2 separate regions of the Zea mays genome follow, and region 2 is linked to region 1. The links are chromatin contacts, called in public Hi-C maps. All regions are on one chromosome and are shown on one strand. Each heading gives the region's core, a stretch centred on a gene start, on an enhancer-like site or on the middle of the called end of the contact. The rest is flanking DNA. Distances are from core to core; before and after follow the strand shown.

The links. Hi-C and Micro-C count contacts between places; a contact is called where the count stands out from the background.
Region 2: a Hi-C map of ear shows a contact between it and region 1, with 3 times the contacts expected there. The contact joins two enhancer-like sites. A contact is called at or near these places in 2 of 25 Hi-C or Micro-C datasets (ear and tassel).

Annotation. Positions count from the first base shown.
Region 1 is chr7:3,683,110-3,686,109 of Zm-B73-REFERENCE-NAM-5.0, forward strand. No RefSeq gene overlaps it. Among protein-coding and RNA genes, the nearest start is that of LOC103631921, 5.2 kb to the left of the region's middle. Within about 2 kb of position 1,487, at least 16 of the 20 cell types and tissues checked have an H3K27ac peak or open chromatin away from gene starts, as enhancers often do. A contact at or near this core is called in ear, where this site is marked.
Region 2 is chr7:3,999,454-4,002,235 of Zm-B73-REFERENCE-NAM-5.0, forward strand. It overlaps LOC118472897 (a long non-coding RNA gene), which reads right to left. Exons shown (of 3, transcript XR_004851324.1): 3 at 2,332-2,782. Among protein-coding and RNA genes, the nearest start is that of LOC118472897, 5.1 kb to the right of the region's middle. Within about 2 kb of position 1,393, at least 7 of the 20 cell types and tissues checked have an H3K27ac peak or open chromatin away from gene starts, as enhancers often do. A contact at or near this core is called in ear, where this site is marked.

The sequences.
Region 1 (3,000 bases), core at 237-2,736:
ATGTCCTGTTTGAAATATATCTTAAGTTTTTGGCTCTTGAATTTTTCAAGTTAGTTCATGGTGACGAGCCAATTAGAAAAAGGTTCCTATGCATCTTGCAAATTGGCTGTGTGACATCTATATGAAGGATTCATTAGTAATCAACATTTATGTGTATTTACTCGCTATTTGGTCACCCTGAAGGTTATCAATAGCAAATGTTTTGCAAATTTAGCTTATTTGTTTGGATCCTTGGAATTGAATTTCATTCTAATAATAGTAATTTAGGCAAAGATCAATTAAGCTAATATGATATAAATATATAATATTATTATAAATACGTCGACTCAAATAGATTAAACTGATGTCGAAAAAACATTATCAGTATCACATAAATTATTTCTAAAGAGTAAATATAGAATGTTTAATCATAAGAAAATATGTCGACATCTTGTATACTAACTTAATATTTTTTAGCGATATCAATAAGTCACAGTTGTATGTTTGCAGGGATAACATATCGGCACGAATTATCCTCATAACTTAACAGATCGATAACAAAGTTCCTCCAAAAAAATCTTTGCATCCTATGCACAAGACATGATGGAATAAAAGGTCAATTTTTTTATTACGTATTTATATGATTCCATATCTATGTTTAAGCACGGATTTTGCAGTTACCATTGTACTCACGCCGCACGTCGACAAGGTCTGAGCCGTTAGAGACTGGTCAATTTGTGTTCCGTGGCATCGCACGGGCACGTACCTAGTATACATATATTTATGCAAACATATAGATAATGGTCCTTGTCGTCCATCCGTTCGCAGCGGACCGCTTGTGCCGCGTCCGTCCACCCACTGTGGATTCATCGTCTGCCCGCCGTGGAGCCCTTATGTCTGCGCCGGACCCGCTCGACCGTGCGTCGGCCAGCGCAGCGCCCGCACCCGTCGGATCCGCCCGTTGGGCAGTGCCGCCCGCATAGGACCTGCCCACATGTGTTGGTTCCGTCGTCGCGCAACCGTTGCCGCCACTGAAACCCTAATTTGTGGTGGTCTCGGGTAGTTTTTATAGACGGCACGAGGCCTTGTCTGTTTGAGGTGGTGTGGTTGAACCGAAAGGTACCATTGAGTCAGGACTTCCCCTATCTGTTTGGAAGCTCAGAGCTTCAAATATATAAACTATGTATAAATATGTATATATACATATATATCTATTGCGGGTATGGGTACAACATTTACATACCCACGAGAAACAAAAAATCCATCAGGTTGATAATCAAACTCGCATCTGTACTTGCGAGTACAAACTCACACCTAAATTTGCACTCTATAAAGTTTTTACTCGCTCGCACATGAATAAAATGTGCCGGTTGCCATTCCTGTCTGGAGGTAAGTTAAAAGGCCCTAAAGTAATCGGCCCAGTAGCGGGCCGTATTGCGTGCGTGTGGCCTGCTCGGCCGTCCATGTGTCTCCCCTCGTTGGAGACCTGCTTGGCCCATCTTAATGGCCTCTGTCTTGGCCATTGGGCCTTGGTCCTGCATGCGCTCTCAAGTTCCAAGCTTGTCTTGGGTGCCAGTGCCATGGCCAGCCACACGACTGCGTATGCATCACAGGCTCTTGTATGTGATGTCTCACGAGTTTGCATGCAGCCGGAGATCAGATCGACAAAATCGCATGGCCTCGAATCCGATCCGGAGAGAGAGAGAGATTGTAGGAAAATGGGGTCGTAGCTACTCATCACTCGTACAGTTCTCCTGTGCTCTGCAGTGGACGGACTGACCGAGTTAAGAGGGGACAGAAGGGACGTTCGAGTTGACAGGAAGCGGGGGCCATGGCGCGGCTGCATGCACTGCAAGTATGCAACCACGGGTCCACGCCCCCCCACCCCAGTGGTGGCCTCACTCATCCAGTCAGTGAAGCAGCCCAACTACTTCCATTCCATCGTGTCGAAGCAAATGCTTGAGTTCCCAACCCAGTCACCTCCACACTTCCCTCTGCGCTGCCGGCCGCCGGCCGCGCCTCGCCATGTAGTCAGCCAACGACGACGACGACGGAGACGAACGGGGAGCCATTGCCAGCCAAGTTGGTGGCTCTCTGTGGGGAGTCAGTCAGCTGGGAACGGAGCCTACGGAGGAGATGAGGTGAGGTGAGAGACGAAGAGGACGAGATGGGGCCTGCTGGGGGGGACTCCGATGCACGCGCCGCGCCGCAGACAGGTGGGGTCGAGTGCTCGCCCGGCAGCGACACGACAGGAGACTGCAGAGTCCGTCCATCCGGCGCAGAAGCCCGCGCGATTCGCGGGGAATTTCTTTGCCTTTTCCTTGCTCCCATGCCTCAGCTGTTGCTGCTGCACCAGCAGTGGTACACTCCACTCCACTGGCCGCTGCATGCGCTGCCCGTAGTACGTAACGTACGCTCATCAGTGACCTTTTTACCTTTGCCTCTTTACCACAATGCCCTACGTCCATTGGAATTTATACTCATTTCTTATATATCATTGAGTGGTATATAGATATTTTTTATACGTATAACATATAGAGCTAGTGACACATAAAGAATGAGTATAATTTTCGATGACACACAGATAATTGCTCCAAGTATTTTATTTCTAGTAAAGTTAAGGTGATTTTACACCATTTAAACCTCGTGTTAGAAGATTCTTTGGTACCTAGCTAGAGGTCCTTTTTGTTTGGACTTCTAAAACTGATTTGGCTTCTTGAGAAAGCCAAATCCAATAATTAAAGCCTCGTTTGGGAAGCCAGGTAACGTGTCACCCTTGTCAGCCACCACCGGTCAGCCAATACTTGCCATGCCTGTCCACGTTTGCTGTAGCCCCGTGGGGCACAGATTCCCTGTGTCCGTTTGGGTGAACAAAAGCAGAATAAACAGGTTTGAAGCATAACGTTTGGGTGAGGGCGACGGCGGGTGTAGCCCAGAGGCGACGACGAGAGGGAGGCGCGAGGCACACAAAACCGATCGTCTGAGGAGTGGAAGCGAACCCCTGTCGAAACCGGTCCTACA
Region 2 (2,782 bases), core at 143-2,642, 320 kb after region 1:
TGACAGATATTGAAGGCTTCTTGGTGTGATTCCCTTCTAAAACATTCTCCAAAATCAGATCCAATAGGTTCCTCTGTAAATAATCTATAGAATTGAGGGTATTGGTTTATGGTTAAAAACAACATCATTGTGGTAGAGCTAAATGGACCAAAACATTGTCGCGACTCCAAATAAAAGTTTCTGTTTACATGTAGTTCCTTTGTTGGATTATCAAGCCTCTAAAATATGATTAATAATAGATGGTCCGTCTATGTGGAAGGCAAATAAATAGTTCTCCGTATATTTCTAGCATGGTAACAATCAAAGAAAAGGTGATGAATACATTTATTTTGATTACAAAAACCGCAATTCAATTTCCCTACAACCTTCGTTTTGCTAGGTTATATTTAGTGGGAGTTACTCCCCTCTCTAAATACCACAATGTTTATTAAATTTTGAGCGGGAGCTTTAGTTATTAATTAAAACAAAACGTTATGATTCCGAGTGGGGTTATTCATTAAAATAAAATGTGTAGATAAGACTGAGAAAAGTCCATCTCATTGAGACCTAAAAAACTCTCTCATAGAACCCAAATTAATTGTGGACAACAAAAATGACAAATTCATTTCTCACAACTATTGGTCTACGGAAGGACAGGTTGGTTATGGCACGAGGTAAGATATCTACAACTGGAGTCGTCTTATTTCTCACAATATTAAAAAGATTTGGATATTGCTCTCTAAGAGATCTATTTATAAGCCATCTATCCTCACAAAACCTCGTAGATTGTCCATCACCAACCCCAAACTAACCCCATCCTAAAAATTCATCGTTAACCTTTATGAGGTCATACCAGAATTGAGAATCCCTTAATCGTCAAAACTTGAGTAAGCGCTTTCATTCTTAAATATTTATTTTTGATAATTTATTGCCAAATGTCATGTTCATTAAGAAGCTTCAAAAATATTTGCTGAATAAGCAATTGTTCTTGGTAGGGAGATTAGCCACCCTTAGACCACCTAGCTCCTTTTGGTTGGTTGGCTAGGTCGTCGTGGCGTGGTCCATTCTCCGCACGGTGGGTATTTGCAACGATCACCGTAAGTGATGTGTTGGCAAGGCTGCAATTTTCCCTCGGCCCACAACACGACATGTTATTGGTTAAACGTGTTCGGCTCATTTCGGATAGTCTGAAATTATAAAAGCTCAAAATTCAAATTCTAGCCCAAAATTCATAGAGCCTAAAATTCACATCAAAGCCCGAAATTCAAAACACATATCATTTAGTAGATATTAACATTTTAAGCTTTATAATTAAAAACATCAAAGAATACAGAACCAAATGGGTAGTTGACATCTCATCTCCATGATTAGGCATGCGGTTGGCCAGATTGGAGGGGGCCCAGTTTCGCTTTCTAGTTGGGCTTGGTGGATTTTTGTCTCGTGCAGCTAGGCGGCCTAGCGTATGGTTGCTACCTCTTCGTCCCCGCGATCGGCGGCAGGAGTTCATGCAACTTCCTCTACCCCGTCTTCTACTCTTCTTCCTGTGGTGGTTTGAAGCCGGCCATGCAAGGAGCCCGGGGTGCAGTTGGTGACGGCGGCCGGGGATGCGGCTCCTGGCGCGATTCTCCCAAGTGGCCAAGTCCCAAATAAGTCCACCTGATGGAACACTCGAGGTCTATAGACGTACGGGGCCGTGTGATCCAACATGGCCCACCCGGAGGCGCAGGCAGGGGTCGTTTCCCCAGCATGGTGCGGCGGCCGGTGCTGGCGCTGCCCGGGGCCATGGCGTGTGGTGTTCGTCCTCAACGTGTCGATGATGAAGCTGCAGATCAGTTCTGGGCGAGTTCCAGGGTGCCAATCAAAGCTTTGACCCCGGGCTACGGCGGGTATGGTGCCGGGGATGACCTCGGTTCCCGGCACAATACGGCGGAAGGGCTGGCCGGCTTGGGATGTGGTACTGGCAGGTCGCGGTAAATGCAGCGGCAGCAATGAAGCCAATGTATATATACTAGTGAATTGGCACGCGCCAGCGCGCACGTTTGAATTTAGCGAAATTTTGTAACATGGTAACAGTTAATATTAATAGAGCATACGACATAGCATTTAAATTGCTTATTATAAAAGTTCATTAACGATTTGATGTGACTGATGCATTAAATTTTCATAACAGATACAAACGCTAAAATATTTACAAACAAAAGCTTGAAAATTCATGACAAAATTTTGATGTTATATACCATGATAACAGTAAATATTTGCCATAGCAATTTTACGAACAGTCATCCATAATGATTCTATGGAACAAAAGACAACACGTTAAAGGTAAACATTACCTTGATTCAGAGGTAATAATTGGGTCATCAACAACGTGCACGGTTCTTATCATGTAGTCAATGCATAAAATACATGCAAGTCATTAGAACCAGGCACCGCCTATAAGAATCAGAAGTGAAGGTTTGTTGGCAGTACATAAATCCATGAACAACAATGTCTAAGTGTCCCTTCTTTACTACATCGACCATCAACACACAACTCAGATTAAGATCAATGTAGTTATCTACTTACACATTAGAAAGGTGGGCCCCATGAATGAACGTCAAAAAACACTACCACCTGCCTGTAGATGGTTATGAAGACATAAATGATGTCATCCATATTTAAGCATCGTTATCTATCCATTCTTAGGATTCCTAGACCTTTTCTTGAGACTCCAGTACCTTAGCTCAATATTCCATGATTGCTTGTTCTGTTGGAGCAGTACTTGATGAAACTTGGCAAAAACATGTACAATTACAAACTCAAT